2 separate regions of the Pan troglodytes genome follow, and region 2 is linked to region 1. Evidence: chromatin contacts called from public Hi-C data. All regions are on one chromosome and are shown on one strand. Each heading gives the region's core, a stretch centred on a gene start, on an enhancer-like site or on the middle of the called end of the contact. The rest is flanking DNA. Distances are from core to core; before and after follow the strand shown.

The links. Hi-C and Micro-C count contacts between places; a contact is called where the count stands out from the background.
Region 2: a Hi-C map of stem cell-derived neural progenitor cells shows a contact between it and region 1, with 2.3 times the contacts expected there. The contact joins the promoter of SLC39A11 here to the enhancer-like site in region 1. A contact is called at or near these places in 1 of 7 Hi-C or Micro-C datasets (stem cell-derived neural progenitor cells) and 1 of 1 datasets of contacts at active chromatin or transcription factors (stem cell-derived excitatory neurons).

Annotation. Positions count from the first base shown.
Region 1 is chr19:85,676,783-85,681,269 of NHGRI_mPanTro3-v2.0_pri, reverse strand. All of the region lies in intron 7 of SLC39A11 (solute carrier family 39 member 11), which reads left to right. Among named protein-coding and RNA genes, the nearest start is that of SLC39A11, 390 kb to the left of the region's middle. Within about 2 kb of position 1,694, at least 4 of the 24 cell types and tissues checked have an H3K27ac peak or open chromatin away from gene starts, as enhancers often do. A contact at or near this core is called in stem cell-derived neural progenitor cells, where this site is marked.
Region 2 is chr19:86,070,056-86,074,597 of NHGRI_mPanTro3-v2.0_pri, reverse strand. SLC39A11 (solute carrier family 39 member 11) reads left to right here and starts at 2,599. Exons shown (of 10, transcript XM_001167322.6): 1 at 2,599-2,714.

The sequences.
Region 1 (4,487 bases), core at 445-2,944:
ACACTTTTGGGAGGGTGAGGTGGGCAGATCACCTGAGGTCAGGAGATCGAGACCAGCCTGGCCAACATGGTGAAACCCCGTCTCTAGTAAAAATACAAAAATTAGCCGGACATGGTGGCATGCATCTGTAATCTTAGCTACTCAGGAGGCTGAGGCAGGAGAATCACTTGAACCCAGCAGGCAGAGGTTACAGTGAGCCGAGATCGCGCCGCTGCGCTTCAGCCTGGGCAACAGAGCAAGACCTTGTCTCAAAACTTAAAAAAAAAAAAAAAAAAAAAATGCCAGGGACAGCAGTCAAGTCTGTGCCTAGTCTAGTCTCTGGCCCCAGAACCTACCTCTTTTGGGGTGTTCTAGGCTATGAGGCGACCTGGCCAGGCAGGAGGAGAAGCTAAGTGGGAGAGCCTGGGGGAGTGGGTGGGTCTTGTTTCCTATCAAGTTTAACTTACTGCAGACCCCCTCATACCTCACTGTATGTGTTCGGGGGATGAATAGGCAGTATTGATGCTATATAAGACCATGGATTCTGGGGCTTGACTCCCTGGGTTCAAATCCTGGCTCTTTCATCAACTGGGTCTATGACCTTGATGCATTGCTTTTCTTATGTGCCTCTGTTTCCTAATATGCAAAATGAGAATAATAGTATCTACCTCAGTGGATTGTTCTGACCATGAACTGAATTTCTCTAGGAAAAGCTCCCTGAGTGGAGCCTGGTGGATGGTAGGTAGCACTGTCTATGGTGAAGCTACTGCTCTTGCTTCCTGGCACACCCATGACACATCCTACAGCTAGATGGCCAGCCCGTTTCTGTTTCCGCTCAGGTCCAGGACAAGCACTCCCCACTCCCTGTCTCCCCAGGAGAAGAACTGTCTCAGAAGTAGCTTCCACTGTCTGCAGGGAATTGACATCCAAGCCTCGGGGCCCAGGTCCAGGAGCAGGGTCTCTGAGTGTGCCTGGCTACTTGGGGCCCAGGTCCAGGAGCAGTGTCTGTGAGTGTGCCTGGCTACTCGGAGCCCAGGTCCAGGAGCAGGATCTCTGAGTGTGCCTGGCTACTTGGGGCCCAGGTCCAGGAGCAGGGTCTGTGAGTGTGCCTGGCTACTCGGAGCCCAGGTCCAGGAGCAGGGTCTCTGAGTGTGCCTGGCTGCTCTGCCCTCCCACTGCTTCTACTCCTGTTTCTAGAGCTCCGTGCTATATAAGGGGCCTTCACATCCTTTGCCCTCTTTCCCCCGAGGCCCTCCCAGGCTGACTTTGTCATCTTATCACAGCATGGACTGTGCATGCTCATGAGCCCTGGCCCTGGTACTGCCCAGCCCTTGTCCTCAGCCTTCGTTGTGTGGTGTTTTTCTCTCTCCTGTGTCCTCCCTGGGAGCAGAGCCTGGGTCACCTCTTTTATGCTCTGCACGGGACCCAGAACCAGGCAATGCGTGGTCAGCTCTGTGCTAGGGGTGTCGACGGCAAGGGTCGGCCCCTCCAGACCACACAAGCACACGAGCTGCTTCCCTTTTGCTCCCCAGTTTCCTGGACTCATTTGGGGGCCCCTTCCATCTAACCACACAAGTCACCTTCTCAGAGCAAAAAGGAAGATGACAGTGCTGCCCCTCCCCCATCCGCTGGGCAGCAGCATCTCCTCCATGAGCAGCACAAGGGGCTTTTATGCTGCGGCCCTTTCCTCCTCTGCCACTGCCCCCAGCCACCCCCACCCAAGTCCCTGGCGACAGGGATTGGACATCTTGGCACAGGAAGCTGTCTCTGCACAACGTATACTCTGTTAGCCTGGAGCAGACCTTGGGGGAGGGAGGGCCCCGCCAAGCTCTCTGAAAATGGCAGTGTGGTTTCCTTGCGGCTTTCCCAGGCACTGGAGATGACGCACACTTCTTTTCTCTTCTCCGTTCCCACTGCTGCCCTGTCCGTCCTCCCCAACAGCTTGTTACAAGCGACTTGGGGAAGAAAGCAATTCTGTCTTCCAGGGCAGCCTGCTGAGGAAGGTCAGGCCACTACAGAGGGAGCTGTGGGTGCGGTTTAGTTCTGGGGGGCAGGGTCTTCATTTTAAAACATTCTGCTTGGTACGCCAAGAAAGGCAGCTCAGGAGCACTGGTGCTTGTGTCACACTCGTGGGGACATGTGGCACTTGGTGCTGCTTACATGCATTGCTCAGTCCTTGCTGCCATCCCAGTATGGACATGTGGCCATGGGGCCTCGGGAGGCAAGGGAAATGCTCAGAGGTTATTCTTCTGGTAAGAGGCAGATTCAGGATTGCTTTTTTTGAGACAGAGTCTCTGTTGTCCAGGCTGGAGTGCAGTGGCATGATCTTGGCCCACTGCAACCTCCACCTCCCAGGTTCAAGTGATTCTCATGCCTCGGCCTCCCAAACAGCTGGGACTACAGGCGTGTGCCATCACACCTGGCTAATTTTTTTTTTTTTTTTGTATTTTTAGTAGATTCGGGGTTTTGCCATGTTGCCAAGGCTGGTCTTCAACTCTTAAGCTCAGGTGATCTGCCTGCCTCAGCCTCCCAAAGTGCTAGGATTGCAGGCGTGAGCCACTGAACCTGGTAGATTCAGGATTTGACTTACTTCTGTCTAGCCAGGCATGGTGGCTCATGCCTGTAATCTCAGCTACTTGGGAGGCTGAGGCAGGAGGATCACTTGAGGCCAGGAGTTCAAGACTTACTTCCATCTGATTCAGAAGCCCGCGAATAAACTTCCTCTGCCAGCCTCTAGCAATCATGGAACAATCAAGAAAGCTGGAAATTATCATTCCCATTTTACAGAAGCAGGCTGTGTCCAAGAGCACACAGCAAGTGAGGGGCAGCTGCCATTCTACTTTCTGTCCCTATGAATTTGACTCCTCTAGGATTTGAACCCAGGTGCCCAGCTCCAGAGCCTGTGCTCTTAATTATCACTCTGCTGTTAAGTGACGTGCCTGGCTGTGACCCCAAGGTCTTCAAAACTCTCCCCCAAAGTCGTGTGGGAAATGGGGTCAACTCAGTTGTGAAAATGTCTAATCTCCCATTATGAATCCTTTGAACATTGACTATAGTAATTCCAATTTGTCAGACACTTTTTTTCCCCTGAGATGGAGTCTTGCTCTGTTGCCCAGGCTGGAGTGCAGTGGCCTGATCTCAGCTCACTGCAACCTCCACCTCCCAGGTTCAAGCGATTCTCCTGCCTCAGCCTCACGAGTAGCTGGGATTACAGGCGCCTGCCACTATGCCCAGTTAATTTTTTTTTCTATTTTTAGTAGAGGCGGGGTTTCACCAGGTCTCAAACTCCTGACCTCAAAAGATCCGTCCGCCTCAGCCTCCCCAAATGCTGAGATTACAGGCATGAGCTGCTGCCCTCAGCCCAGATGCTTCTTTAAAATCACACCTCATTTGGCTCATTAGGAAATGCAAGCCTAGGTAAAGAATCCACAGTGAGGAACAGATAGAGATTTTGTATTCGGTGTTAACTGGAAGAAAATATTTCTGTTAAAGATGGTTTTGAGTGTTGCTCCAGATGAGTGTTACTTTGGTAAGAACCATAACCCTTGCCAGTGCCGCCCAGCAGTGAGATACCGGGGGCAGGAAGGGGGAAAGAAGGGAAAACTCCAGACAGGTGGTACTGAGGTGATCTGGTGGCGTTGCGGTCATGACTCACTTCTCCAGCCTCACCTCCTAGACAGCCGATGTGCAGGGTCACTCCGAGGGAGAGCTACAGAGCAAGAGTGACCTGTCCTGTAAGTTCCAGAATAAGGAGCGATGCTGAAGTCATGCACCCCAGAAAGGTATGGAAGTCCTAATCCCCAGGACCTGTGACTGTAACCTTCTTTGGTGGTAGGATCTTTGCAGATGTAATTAGTTAAGATCAGCTCGTACTGGATTAGGGTGGGCCTAAGTCCAACATGACTGGGTACCCTTATAAAACAAGGAGGGATGACACATGCGGAGAGGACAGTGCCCCGTGGCCACACAGGGACACGTGGAGGGAAGACGGCCTTGTGGTAGTGGAGGCAGAGACTAGAGTCATGTGTCTAGAAGCTGGGGAATGCCACCAAGTGCCAGGGCCACCAGAAGCTGGAAGAGCCGAGGGAGGATCCTCCCCTAGAGCCTTCAGGGGGAGCATAGCCCTGTGGACAACTTGATCTTGGACTTCTGGCCTCCAGGGCTGTGAGAATAAATCCCTGTGGTACTTCATCACGGCAGCTGTTAAGAAACCAGGGCATCGGGTCTCCCTACCTCCATCGGCGTCTTCTCTGTCCCTGAGGTCCTCTCTTAGCTTTCTCCACTTCCTCTCACAGTTGGACACAAAGCCCCGAGGCCACTTTTTTTTCCTCTTTTTAAATTTTTAAAAATTTTTATTTTTTATATATATGTATATACGTATATATACACATATAAGTATATACATATATACATATATATGTGTATATATGTATATACTTATATGTGTATATATACGTATATACATATATACACATATACGTATGTATACGTGTATATATGTATATATG
Region 2 (4,542 bases), core at 1,350-3,849, 390 kb before region 1:
GAGAGGCACTTTGTGGATCGTTGTAAACATTTCTGTTTATTTTTCATTATAAAGAATTTAAGCGGCTGGGTGCAGTGTCTCACTCCTGTAATCCTAGCATTTTGGGAGGCTGAGGCAGGCGGATTGCTTGAGCTCAGGAGGTTGAGACCAGCCTGGCCAACATGGCAAAACCCCATCTCTACTAAAAATACAAAAAATTAGCTGGGTGTGGTGGCACGCACCTGTAGTCCCAGCTACTTGGGAGGCCAGCTGAGGCAGGAGAATCACTTGAACCTGGGAGGTGGAGGGTGCAGTGAGCCTAGATTGCACCACTGCCCTCCAGCCTGGGTGACAGGGCGAGACTCCGTCTCAAAAAAAAGAAAAGAATTTAAGCATCCACAAAAGTAGAAAGAGAAACATTTAATGAACCTCTATGTGCCCGTTCCCCAGGTTCAACAATGGTTACTTTTTTATTTTTAAGAGACAGGGTCTTTTTCTGGAGTGCAGTGGCACCATTACGGCTCACTGCAGCCTCAAACTCCTGGGCTCAAGTGATCCTCCCCGCTCAGCCTCCCTAGTAGCTGGGACTACAGGCCCAGCTACCATCTGCCACCATGTCCAGCTACTTTTTAAAAACTTTTTGTAGCGACGAGATCTTGCTTTTTTGCCCAGGCCGGTTTCAAACTCTTGGGCTCAAACAATCTGCCCACCTTGTCCTCCCAAAGTGCTGGGATTACAGGTGTGAACCACCATGCCCAGCCTAAGAATGGTTAATTCATGGCCAATTTTGTTTAATCTCTACTCCATCCACTTTTCTCTTCCATCATATTTTGAAGTGAGTCTAAGATATTGTGTCATTTTATGGCTATTGCAGCGTGTGGGAAGAGGTATGACATTTTGGAAGATGAGTTGATGGGCCGTGCCACATGGGTATTGCGTCTCTGTGTGCCTGTACATACTCTCTTATGTGGAATTGCAATGGCTGATTTGACTCTTCCAAGCTGGGGGCCTTTTAAGGGCAAAGACCACCCTCCAGTGGCCAGGCTGTCTTCTCCTCCCCATGGAGTGCTTGGTATATGGTGCGACCGTCAGTGTGAACAACCTAGTTCCACTGGAAGAAAGAGGCCTGTTATTGGACCCTTTGGGCTATGGCCATCGAGACCACGGGTAGCTTTTCTGCTCAGGTCATGCTCTGATATGTTGTCAAATAAAACACAGGACACTCAGCTGGGTTTCAGTTTCAGATCAACAACAAATATGCCTGTAACATAAGTATGTCCCACACATTGCCCGGGGCATATTTATAGTAATAAATGACGTTATTTTTCTGAAATTCAAATTTAATCAGGCTTTTTTTTTTTTTTTTTTGAGATGGAGTTTTGCTCTGTTGCCCAGGCTGGAGTGCAGTGGCGTGATCTTGGCTCACTGCAAGCTCGGCCTCTCGGGTTCACGCCATTCTCCTGCCTCAGACTCCTGAGTAGCTGGGACTACAGGCGCCTGCCACCATGCCCAGCTAATTTTTTGTATTTTTAGTAGAGACGGGGTTTCACCGTATTAGCCAGGATGGTCTCGATCTCCGGACATTGTGATCCGCCTGCCTCGGCCTCCCAAAGTGCTGGGATTACAGGCGTGAGCCACAGCGCCCAGCCCAGGCATCTTGTTTCTATTTATTTATTTATTTATTTATTTATTTATTTTGTTTTGTTTTGTTTTTGGCTAAATCTAGTCAATCCTATCCTCTGGTCTTTTCACAGAAGTCCTGCAGATCAAAGCCTTTGACCTAGGGCAGTGCTTTTCAAAGGGTGGTCCCAGGACAGCAGCATCAGCAACTCCTAGCTCAAAACAAGATCTCAGGCCAGGCGCGGTGGCTCATGCCTACAATCCAGCACTTTGGGAGGCCCACGCGAGTGGATCATTTGAGGTCAGGGGTTCGAGGCCAGCCTGGGCAACGTGGTGAAACCCTGTCCCTACTAAAAAAAAAAAAAAAAAAAAAAAAGAACAAAAATTAGCGGGGCTTGGCAGCACGCACCTGTGATCCCAGCTACTCGGGAGGCTGAAGCAGGAGAATCGCTTGAACATAGGAGGCAGAGGCTGCAGTGACCCGAGATTGGGCCACGGCACTCCAGCCTGGGCGAAAGAGCGAGACTCCATCTCAAAAAAACAAAAGCAAAAACAAAAAAATCCCAAAATGCCAGCCCCACCCAGAATGACGGAACCAGAGCCTCTGGGGGTGCTGGCATTTTGTGTTTGACCCCCTCCAGTGATTCTTTTGAGGGTCATTGACTGGAGAATGATGCTGATGCCATCACATTACCCGCCCCCAGCCTCTCCCGCAACACACACACAGCACATCCTGCTCTGCTGCGCACCCAGTGGCATGGACCTGGCTGCCAAAGGTGTAGAAGCATAAGTAACATCAGGGGTGTTACAAAGGGCTCTTTCCTTGGGTGTTTGTAGCTTCCCCTAGGGCTGCAGTCACTCGCAGACTGCTGGGCTCTTGGCCTCAGGGCTCTGTTCTGCCCGCCCAGATCTGTTCCTGAGCCTGCAGACGGCTGTGAACCAGAGAATCTATTCTTCAGGCGGGAGTTGCCAGTTGCGGCCAAGGGGGCGGGGCCCGGAGGCGGGAGGGCCACGTGTGCGGGAGGGAAGCAGGAAGTGACTGCGGGAGTGGAGCCGGCGAGCGAGTGGCAGCGGGGGCTGATGGAAGTGCAGTGGGGGCTGGAGAGGGCACCCTAGTGAGTTGGCTTTTCTCTCCTTCGGTGCCTTTGGTTGGGCTCGAGGCCCGGGGTCGGGGGCCATCAGGACAAGAGTGTGGGACTTGGAAGGGCAGCCACCTGGAGCTTGGAAGGGGGTACGCCTGGAGAGAGGAGGGGTTTGGAGGAGAAATTGGAGGCTTTGGCAGGTGGCGGGGCGGGGTGGGAGGGTGAGGGGCGGTGGGAAGGAAGTCCCCGGACCCCGGCTATGTCCCTCTGCAGGGTGATCTGGAAGGCAATGACATGCCTTCCTTTTACAGTCCTAACCCAAATCCTCTTCGTTCGTCCCTTCCAAGGCGGTGTGTGGGGGTACCCGGGATTCCTGGGAGCAGAGGCAGCTACAATTCCAGCTGCTCCCAGGCCCCTCCCACTTGCTCTGGCTGTTAGCTGGACCTCTGGAACTTGACTGGGAATCTGGTTAACTTGCAGCAGGTCTGGGTGGGGCGTGACAGTGTGCATTTCTAACCAATTCCCAGGTTGGGTGGTCCGCGGACCACGCTTTGAGTAGCGAGGCATTAGAGAACTTTTCCACAGTCCTCTCCGCCCAGACCTGATTCCTTCTGCTGGATTCCCCCTCGTGGAGTTAGGGCATGTGTGTGCAGCTCCACTAAGGCCCAGCAGCCCTAGTGCTGTTTCCACTTCTGCAACTTCACCATCCTCTTGAACTGACTCTTGGAAGCGGAACAACAGGTTTAAAAGGGGGAGAAAGGAAATAAAGAAAACAAACCTGTATCAATCAGCCGGGAATGCCCATGTGCTGCTGTGGCAGGTGTGTACAAGTCTACAGGCTGTTGGCATGTGAAAAGTTGGAACGGTCAGAGAATGATTCTCCCTGCCGCTAACGAATCAGGGTTGATGGAATTAATATCCCCATCGTGAGGAAGTCTGAGCCCCATTGTGTAAGCTGTGATGGAGATGCTGTGTCCTAAAGTTGTTACTGGTCTGCCGGTTAGAGAAAACTTCTTGTTGTCTTGGGACTCTGCCAGAAACTTTTTCTTCTCTTGAGACTCTGCAGAAAACTTTCTGTTCTTTTGGGACTCTTCTTTGCTCTTGCCAATCCCACATGGGGCAGGAGAACTCATTTTCTAAGCTCTTGGTATTGTAGAAGTTTTACCAGTTTTATTTATTTATGTATTTTTATTTTTTTTTGAGACAGAGCCTTGCTCTGTCACCCGGACTGGAGTGCAGTGGCGCGATCTCGGCTCACTGCAACCTCCGCCTCCCGGGTTCAAGCGATTACTCCTGCCTCAGCCTCCCGAGTAGCGGGGACTACAGGCACTGGGACTACAGGCACACACCACGACGCCCGAGTAATTTTTGTGTTTTTAGTAGAGATGGGGTTTCACCGTGTTGGCCAGGCTGGTCTCGAACTCCTGACCTCAGGTGATCTGCCCGTCTTGGCCTCCCAAGGTGCTGGGATTACAGGCATGAGCCACTGCGCCTGGCCAAGTTTTACCAGTTTTAATCTTTTGCTTTCCACAGTTTAATGTGCATAAGAATCCCCCATGGAATTCCACAAAATGCAGACCCTGATTCAGAAAGTCTGGGGTGAGACCTGAGTTTCTGCATTCCTAACTAGCTCCCAAGCCGGACCAGTGCTGCTGGTTCTCTGACCACCCTTGTAGCGAGGATTTAAAACAGCAAATAGAGAAGAAACTTCTCCGAGGGGCACTGGGCTTGCATTGCCCGTGATCAATGCTGCTCCTGTTGGGATGGAAAGGATGGTGGCCTCGGTCTTCCCTCTGTGTCCCTTTTTCTTACTCAGGAGGGTGCTCAGATATACATGGGGACAGGCTTAGACGGGTGTTTC